3 separate regions of the Mus musculus genome follow, and all the other regions are linked to region 1. Evidence: chromatin contacts called from public Micro-C and promoter capture Hi-C data. All regions are on one chromosome and are shown on one strand. The core of a region is the stretch at or near the end of the contact, and the rest is flanking DNA. Distances in the headings are between cores, read along the strand shown.

What was found. Promoter capture Hi-C pulls out the DNA fragments that hold promoters and counts their contacts. Hi-C and Micro-C count contacts between places; a contact is called where the count stands out from the background.
Region 2: a contact with region 1 is called in a promoter capture Hi-C map of hippocampal neurons, with 5 times the contacts expected there. The contact joins the promoter of Cand2 here to the promoter of Tamm41 in region 1. A contact is called at or near these places in 7 of 39 promoter capture datasets (the 3T3-L1 cell line, embryonic stem cells, hippocampal neurons and 3 more), 2 of 115 datasets of contacts at active chromatin or transcription factors (pancreatic cancer cells and stem cell-derived neural progenitor cells) and 1 of 9 other capture datasets (adipose tissue).
Region 3: a Micro-C map of the HL-1 cell line shows a contact between it and region 1, with 4 times the contacts expected there. The contact joins the promoter of Mkrn2 here to the promoter of Tamm41 in region 1. A contact is called at or near these places in 4 of 39 promoter capture datasets (the 3T3-L1 cell line, hippocampal neurons and stem cell-derived epiblast-like cells), 3 of 484 Hi-C or Micro-C datasets (the HL-1 cell line, embryonic stem cells and pancreatic cancer cells), 2 of 115 datasets of contacts at active chromatin or transcription factors (astrocytes and embryonic stem cells) and 2 of 9 other capture datasets (adipose tissue and liver).

The regions. Positions count from the first base shown.
Region 1 is chr6:115,036,363-115,039,470 of GRCm38.p6, forward strand. Tamm41 (TAM41 mitochondrial translocator assembly and maintenance homolog) reads right to left here and starts at 1,512. Exons shown (of 8, transcript NM_026894.1): 1 at 1,288-1,512. The coding sequence starts at 1,422.
Region 2 is chr6:115,773,066-115,776,173 of GRCm38.p6, forward strand. Cand2 (cullin-associated and neddylation-dissociated 2 (putative)) reads left to right here and starts at 1,492. Exons shown (of 15, transcript NM_025958.2): 1 at 1,492-1,613. The coding sequence starts at 1,546. Mir7660 (microRNA 7660) reads left to right here and starts at 2,592; the gene lies at 2,592-2,654.
Region 3 is chr6:115,600,247-115,603,354 of GRCm38.p6, forward strand. Mkrn2 (makorin, ring finger protein, 2) reads left to right here and starts at 1,692. Exons shown (of 8, transcript NM_023290.3): 1 at 1,692-1,767. The coding sequence starts at 1,742.

The DNA of each region.
Region 1 (3,108 bases), core at 262-2,761:
CAGATATATGAAGCCATGTTTGCAGGTCAGAGGGCGCGGATTGTTGCTCCCACGCTCCATCTAATCTATTTCTGAGACAGGGTCTCTTACTGACCTGGAGCTTGCCAAGTATGCCGGGAGCCAGGAAGCCCCAGGGATCCACCGGTTTCTGTCTCCCTAAAGCTGGGATTACAAGTGGGTACACCACAATGCCTGACTGAAGGATGATTGTAAAAAAAAAAATGTATAATTATGATAATCTATATGAAGTAACTGGACAGCTCACAATTTCTCATATGCCCATGATCCATACTTTCCCATTTGTTAGAGAAAATCGGTAGGATGTAGAAGAAATTCAAGAAACACCAGGTGAATTTTAACTGGAAGAAAGACCTGGCCAGGAGCTAGACCCAGGATGCCCTACTGTACAGTGACTGAGACTCCGTACTCTGGAGTAACAAGCCTCAATCCTAACTAGATTCCTGTTCAATGTGCTGACCTGAATAAATGTGCTACCTGCCTGGGCCCTACACCCAGTCCATCAACTTCCTGAAGCCCACGGATCATTCCGTATTTTCTCCTTATCTTTCGATGGGATTTTCAAAGTTAGCTTCCAATTAGTCACCTGGGATGTTTTACACACTGCTAAAGTCCTAGGCCAATGAAATCAATCCCTGCAGACAAAACCAGTCTTTGTATTGCTAAAAAGCTATGGAAAACTCCAATGACAAAGGCTGAAAACACTTAAGTAGGACCTGCTACTTTGTTTTTTCCCCCTTCCCACTACATCTCTGCAATGCCACCACCTCTTCCTCATCACTCCCAACTTAGATTGGAGACAGACTACTCATGCCTCACTTATCCTATCAGCTCAGGCTGGTGATGGATCGGCATATAATAGCACTTGCTGCCAAACCAGATAAACTGAGTTCAACCTACCACGACCCACGTGGTGCAAGGAGAGAAACAACTCCCTCAAGTCGTCCTGTGACCTTCAAGTGTGCGCAGAAGTACAGGTGCGCTTGCTATATAATCACTAAGTAAATGTAAACATATAGATTTGCCTGGCGTGACAACACGAGCCTTTTAATTCCAGTACTGTGAGTTCGAGGGCAGCCTTCAGCCAACCCTGACCAGGGAAATCCAAATTCCGCTCACACCGAAGGACACTTTGCTAGGATGAACATTTCAACAATTGGCTCTTGGCGTGTCCGGGCTCCGCAGGAATGAAAGGCATGCGAGGAACGGCGAGGGCGAACAGGTGCCAGGCATGGGACTGGTCGGGGAACTAGGGGGCCTCCGACTCACCTCCTGGTGGGCACTGGGTCCTGCCTGGCGATACACCGCGGAGCCGTAGGCGAAGGCCAAACTCAGGTCCTCCGGGAAGTGAGCCAGGATCCTGCGCAGGCCCACGCCCGAGCTGTGCAGCGCCTGCAGCGCCATGGGCGGGCTGGCCCGCCGGTGGGACAGACGGTGCTGTGCCGACCCTGTGCTCGCAATTCCCGGTCGTGCGGACCGCGCTTCCGCCCGGTCCCGCCCCTCCACGCACGCGCGCTTCAGAGCGGGCAGCTGGCAACCTGCGGGGAGGCCGAGGCTCCGTAGCGCCCTCTAGCCGGCGGAGGAGCACATTACATGTCTATCCTGTGACAACCTGCTATAGAGCCTAGCAAATCCTTTGTAGCACTAAAACTACGAATGGTTATTAAACCATTTAATTAATTAAATCATCCTTATATTGATTTTCTTTTTGCTTTTTGTTTTTTTTTTTGAGATAGGGTTTCTCTGTGTATCCCTGTCTGTCCTGGACTAACTCTGTAGACCAGGCTGGCCTCAAAGCATTCAGACAGGGTTTCACTGTGCAACAGCCCTGGAATTTGCTATATAGACAAAGCTGGCCTCGAACTCACAGCCATCCACCTGCCTCTGTCTCCAAAGGGCTAAGATGAAAGCATGAACTACCTCATTCACAACCTTGTGGAGCTATCACCTCTAGTGCCAAGTTGTAGGAGCATTTGAAGATTTAGAAAAACAAAAGAAATGTAAAACATGCCGGCCCAGGGGATTGTGATTGCTAGAAACTGACTGTGGTTTCTTCATGTTAAAGGTCTTTTTCAAGTCTGATAATAAATAAATGTTCCATAAAAGGAAACATATTGTATAAATATTCCCTCACATTTGCATTCAATTTTAGAGTCAGAGAAGTCTTCTTGCCCCTTCAGGGATGGTGTCTTAGTCAGGGTTTCTATTCCTGCACAAACATCATGACCAAGAAGCAAGTTGGGGAGGAAAGGGTTTATTCAGCTTACATTTCCACATTGCTGCTCATCACCAAGGAAGTCAGGACTGGAGCTCAAGCAGGTCAGAAAGCAGGAGCTGATGCAGAGGCCATGGAGGGATGTTCTTTACTGGCTTGCTTCCCCTGGCTTGCTCAGTTTGCTCTCTTATAGAATACAAGACTACCAGCCCAGAGATGGTCTGACCAATAAGGGGCCTTTCCCCCTTGATCACTAATTGAGAAAATGCCTTACAGTTGGATCTCATGGAGGCATTTCCTCAACTGAAGCTCCTTTCTCTGTGATAACTCCAGCTGTGTCAAGTTGACACAAAACTAGCCAGTACAATTGACCCCTTGTCAACCTGATACACAAACACATCACTAGTAAGCCTCAACCCTTACATTCTTATTCATCCCCAAGATCTAAATAACTTTAAAAGTCCCACAGTCTTTACATATTCTTTTTTTTGGGGGGGGGCTTGTTTAAACACTTTATTCAGAGGCTTGGGGAAAGATGGTAGAACACGCTGTCTGCTGTCCTGCGCGGGGCAGACCTTAGAGCAGTCCCGGTCGCTAAGAGCGTCTTTACATATTCTTAAAATTTCAATCTCTTTAAAATATCCATCTCTTTTAAAATCCAAACTCTTTTTACAATTAAAAGTTTCTTAACTGTGGGATCCACTAAAATACTTCCTTCCTTCAAGAGGGAAAAATATCAGGGCACAGTCACAATCAAAAGCAAAAATTATCCAATGTCTGGGATCCAACTCACAATCTTCTGGGCTCCTCCAAGGGCTTGAGTCCTTCTTCAGCCCTGTCCTTTGTAGCACACAGCTTGTCTTCTAGGCTCCAGA
Region 2 (3,108 bases), core at 242-2,741, 740 kb after region 1:
TATATACACACACATATACATATGTGTATGTGAGCAAGAAACTCCTAGATACAAAATACAAATAAATAATAATGATAAAATGTAAAAAATTCCAATTTTGTCTCCACTGTCATTTACTAAATAACTGCCTAAGGTGCCAAGTGATTGCTATATTTCTCCCTGGGAGTATTCACAGTCCCCTGAAGGGCTGTCTCCCCTTCTCATTCATGAAACAATGACTTTCTTCTGGGATGGCCACATAGGTGTGAGCGAGACAGGAGCAAGAAGACTAGGAGAAATGTAGAGGTCCCTAGCCTCCAAGGCTTGGGACTTTGTAGCCACTGTTCAGTCATCTAGAGGAAGAGAAGTTGGATTAGGAGTCGGAAATCAAAGATGTAGCAGATGTCTCATTTAAATCCTTCCTTTCTTTATCTTTTTTTCTAAAGACAGGATCTATGTAGCCAAGGTTGAAATTTTGATCCTCCTGCCTTCCTGCCTTCACCTGCCAAGTTCTGGAATTGCAGGTATGAGACACCCCAGCCCCCTAGATTTCCTTTTACCAACCTGAGGGTGTGGCTCTGTGGTAGAGAAGAACCAAAACAGAAATTTTAATACATTTAAGATAAAACTTTCTTAACCAGGGTCTTGGTGCATGCCTTTAATCTCAATACCTGGGAGAAAGAGGCAGGCAGGTCTCTGAGTTTGAGGCTAGCCTGGTCTACAAAGTGAGTTTCAGGGCAGCAATTACTATACAGAGAAACCTTGTCTCAAAAAACAAAAACAAAAACAAAAAAGAAAAAACAAAACAAAGCAAGAAAGATAAAGGTTTCTTTTATTCCTTTGAGTAACTAAAAATAGCCAGCAGAGGTTGTGTGACTCCCCAAGCTAGGTAGCAGAGATTTGAAGCGACACTTCCTTTCCAGTTTAAAGAGTCCCCCTAAAGATCTACGCGCGCGCGCGCGCACACACACACACACACACACACACACACCTCCTAACTGGGGAAAACTGTGATCAACTTTAGGGAACAGCTATTGCTCTCGGCTTTGGGAACCTGAAGTCCGTCCTTAATTCATCTCAGGTTCTTTGGCTGTGTGGAACCTGGTAGAATCTGGAATTGCCATCCCATGTCCCTGTTTGCATGAGTGCCATTGAGAGAGCAAAGTCAAGGGGTCTTCAAGGCACAATCGGGAGAAGGCGTGGTCAGGGCCGGGTGGTGAGCTGCTGGTGCCCATGCTGAGCAGAGCTGTCCAGGAGAGGGGGCCAGGCCCGTTACTTCAGTCCTGCTCGGGACAGGAGGGGAGAGAGAGAGAGAGAGAGAGAGAGAGAGAGAGAGAGAGAGAGAGAGAGAGAGAGAGAGAGAGAGAGAGAGAGAGAGAGAGAGAGAGAGAGAGAGAGAGAGAGAGAGAGAGAGAGAGAGAGAGAGAGAGAGAGAGAGAGAGAGAGAGAGAGAGAGAGAGAGAGAGAGAGAAGGGGCGTGGCCGGTGGGGGAGGGGGCGTGGTGGAGGGGAGGGGAGGCCGCGCCGCCATATTCGATTCGACCCGCAACCCCGCGGCGCAGCCAGCATGAGTACCGGTGCCTTCTACATCTCCAGCCTGCTGGAGAAGATGACGTCCAGCGACAAAGACTTCAGGTGCGCCCTGTGGGGGCTCGGGACTCGTTTTCAGGGGTCTCAGCCTGTCCCGGCCGCCCCTCTGCTCCCCTGCCCCCCCCCTGCGGACCCCTGTGGGAGCCCCCGGCCTCTTCGCCTGGGCCTGGCTGGGCCTGCAGCCCCGCCCCCAGCCTCTTCCCGCCTTTGCTGTGCTGGCCTCTCAAGTCCCCAACACTGGGCGCCCCCCAGGCTCTCCAGTGAAGTCCCCGTCGGCCTCTCTTTGGAACCCAGTGCAGTCCTCTTCTGACCCTCATTGAAACAGGCCGCTTCCCTGCACAACCTCCATCCAAGGCTATCTTCCGAGACCCACACTTCTGCCCGGTCTCTAGGTTACCCCATCCCCCGCACCCTGTACCCCTACCGGGTCTCCTAACCCTAACAAACTTTACTTTTCTTTCATCTCTTTCTTTTCATCCCGTGCCTTTTCTCCCTGGCCCCTCATCACCACCCCATCTTCCTTATTCCCCTCCTCTCCCAAGATGGTTTAGAGCAGGAAGCAAAGGTTGGGGTGAGGGCTATCTCTCTCCCCCATTCTTTTTCTCCTATCCTCCTCTCCAAACACCACAGAAACACAGGAACAGAGTTGGCAAGAGGAATGGGAATATCTGATGCAGCCCCTCTTGCAGGGGAAACTGAGGTTCAGTGATAAAAAGGGGTTGTTGGTCAGTTGTGGACCCTCAAGTCAACAGGACAGTGCACCATTCTGAGTCTTCTGTCACAGTAGTTATCCCTCCGATTACAAACAGGGAAAATTAGGTTCAGGGACATGAAGGGCCTGGATACAATGCTAACGGTAGGGCCAAGCAGAGTTGGAGGTGTCAGTGGGATTCCCAATCTAGCCAGTCCGGAGGGGCCAGAAGCCTATTTGTGTGGTCTGACCTTTTCCGTGTCCTGTAAATACAGTCCTCAAAAATCTCTGTGCAGCCCTAAGCCCCACAGTGGTAGTAGGGCTTGGGATCCTTTGCCCTGGCTTCAGATCTCGGCAACCATCACTAACTAGATCTGTAAGTGATGGGCAAAGTACTCCATGCCCTCTGAGCCTTAGCTTAGCTGTTTGTGCTTTAGGTAGCAGGTAAGTGCTTTGTGAATGGTTGTCCTGACTCTGTGCAGGGAAACGGGGCAGGTCCTGGTAGACTGTTCTTTGTTCTTTGGGCCCAAGTTCTTTCTGTTCTCCAGAAGTCTGGAGGGGGCTTTGACTTACTCAAAGTCACATGGCCTGCCAGAGTTGAGGGAATGACTCCTGGGCCTATCAGGGAGTTGGCTCTATCACTCAGGGCCTGAGAAGCCCTTTAAATCTGTCCCTGCCAGCAGCGTTGAGGACACCTAAAACCACCCTGAGCATATGAGAATGGTTTCTATTTTTAAAAGTCTGAATACCAAGAGCCTGAGCCTCCTCCCAACCCCCGCCCCCCACCAGCTGTCCAGGCACCATGTGTCCCAGTGTCCTATGGTGCTGCCTCTCAACATGGCAGGAGAC
Region 3 (3,108 bases), core at 442-2,941, 560 kb after region 1:
TTTTTGAGACAGGGTTTCTCTGTATAGCCCTGGCTGTCCTGGAACTCACTTTGTAGACCAGGCTAGCCTCGAACTCAGAAATCCACCTGCCTCTGCCTCCTGAGTGCTGGGATTAAAGGCGTGAGCCACCACGCCCGGCTCTGCATCTTTGTCTTAAGGCTGCTAGTGGGAGACTCACTTCCAGGCAGCTAGGATGAGGATCTTAATGCCCACACTCACACTAACACACCTACTCTAACAGGGCCACACCTTCAAATAGTGCCATTCTCTGGGCAAGCACATACAAACCATCACAGGCATGCACTACCACAATTGGCCGTGGGCACAGTCTTCTGCAGATCTTTTGTAGGTAGCCACAGCTACTGAGTGTTCCTAAGTCTAAAGCTATGTCATGTCGGGAGACAGCATTCCATGGCACTCTCCCAACCCTCCAGCTTTTACATTCTTTCTCCCCCTTCCATGATATTCTCAGAGCCTTGCTAGCAAGGTCAGGGTATTGGCACACATGTTCTATTTAGAGCTGAGCATTCAGAAGTCCTTACCTGTTTTTACAGTGTACCACCTCTATAAAATGAAAAGAATACCCATAATGTTTCCAGAGTACTATGCTGTTCATTTTTTCTTCTTCTTCTTTTTTAAATTTATTTATTATATGTAAGTACACTGTTGCTGTTTTCAGACACACCAGAAGAGGGCACCAGATCTCATGATCTCATTTCGGCTGGTTGTGAGCCACCATGTGGTTGCTGGGATTTGAACTCAGGATCTTCAGAAGAGCAGTCAGTGCTCTTAACCGTTGAGCCATCTCTCCAGCCCCCTGCTGTTCATTTCTATACAATGCCAACTCAACACAATAAACCAGGAGACACTTTTTCAAAGCTGATAACACAACTGTAGTTTGCAAAAATCCAAATTATATATATGTACATACTGCTTCAGTGTCTGCCTCCAGATTCCTGCCTTGAGTTATGTACGTATGTATGTATGTATGCATGTATGTATGTATGTATGTATGTACACAAAAAGATCAGTACGGGGAGAGGATATTTGGTGTGGATATAATCAAATACATTGTACACATGTATGAAATTATCCAAAAATAAATAAATAAATAAAAATTCTTACTAGAGGATGGCTCAGTGGTTAGGAGCACTGGCTGTTTAGTTGGGGACCAGGGTTCAGTTCCCAGCACCGACATGGTAACTCACAATCGTCTGCAACTCCAGTTTCAGGTGATCTAACTCCCTCTTCTGGCTTGCACCAGCACTGCATTCCACTTGGTGTACAGCCACACATGCAGGCAAAAACACTCATATCATAAAATAAAGATAAATAGTAAAATTACTTTTATCATCATTAACATCATCAATCATCATCATCATCATCTTAAAAGACTGCCTTGAGAGATGGGGGCCGAACCCTAGAAGTAAGGGCCTCGCAGATGATTGGTAAATTCAGTATACTAGACATGCTCAGACCCTTAGCCTCAGAAAGTTGGGATCCGGACTACTAAGGAGTAGGGACCTTCCGGCTCCAGGCCCTGGCGGAACCCATTGTGATGGTGGTTAGGTTTCCGGGCGGCACCTTAGAAGTAGCGCACGAACGAGGGTGGCGCGCGCAGGAGTGACGCGACTCCGCGGGGGGCGGGGCGGGGCGGGGAAGGGCGGGGCGGGGCCGGGCTGGGCCACGGCGCTGGCGGCTCTGAGGTTTCAGTGCGACTCCAGCCCGTGGCCCCGCCGCCATGAGCACCAAGCAGGTCACCTGCAGGTGAGTGCGCGGCCCCTCTGGGCCTTGGGCGCTGCGGGGCAGCCAGGGAGGGAGGCGAGGGGCCGAGGCGGGCGGTGGCGGGGGGCGGACAGCGCGGATAACGCGCAGGAAGGCCGCATAGAGGCTAGAGCGGCAAGAGCTGCTGCAACCGCGACTTGCAGAGAGTGAGCGAGGGCGATTGCGGGGAAACACGGGCAGGTCGCATTTCTTATCCAGCATCACCACTGAGCCTCCGAAGAGTCCCATTTCGAGATGCAGGAAACCGAGGCCACCAGAGGTAAAGCGACACCCATTTAGGAACAGAAAGGCGGCTTGTTAGACGAAGTGGAAAGCAGAAAACTATTCCGTGACTACTATTTTGAAACAAAAATAGTTGGGTTGAGTAGCAACGTACTAACTTGGTGACGAGCTTGTGGCTGTCATTGGGGTCTAGTCCTGTGAGTTTGCATGCTCAGGAGGTGCAGCTTGGGAAGTAAGGCTTGTGAGAATCCCGACTGTGGAAACCCAAATTTCAAAAGGCTCCAAAATCCAATACTCTTAAGATACCTAAATAGAAGGCGGGCGGTGGTGGCGCACGCCTTTAATCCCAGCACTGGGAGGCAGAGGCAGGTGGATCTCAGTTAGTTGAAGCCAGCCTGGTCTATAGAGGGAGTCCAGGACAGCAAAGGCTACACAGAGAACTTTTTCAGGGTATGTGTATAAGCATATGTGAAATGATGAATTCTGTGTTTAGACTCTTGTACTATCCCCAAGACCTTATGTACATGAAAATACTGTAAAGTACAAAAAAAATTAAAGACTCTCCTGAGCCCAAGCTTTTTGGATTAAAGGAGCCTCGGCTTATACAGACTTTAGTTGGTTTCAGTAAATTAAGAAATTGAGATGTAGTTTGGATATGTGGTAAGCATTTAATGACCTTGTTATTTCTCATTAGTGCAGACTCCTAGAACTAATACCTTTATGAAGAGTTCTGTTCGACTTAAGATATTAAGGGTTGAACCATGTACCAAGGTCCCAGGTGGTTTATGTTAAGTAGTAATCAGAAAACTGCAGTTTGTGTATGTCTGTGTGTGTCTGTGTGTATGCATATGCTAGTTTTGTGTTAACTTGACAAAGTTGACATGAGACATCATCATTTGGGAAGAGGGAACCTCTTGGTTGATAACTGATGTGGGAGGACCCAGCTCACTGTGGGTGGTGCCACCTCTGGGCTAGTGGTCCTGGGTGCAGTAAGAAAGGCTGAGCAAGCCAAGAGGGTCAAGCCAGTCAACAGCACTCTCCTTGCTTCTGCATTAGCTCCTGCCTGGAGTCCTGCACTGGCCTCCCATAGTGATGGAGTAA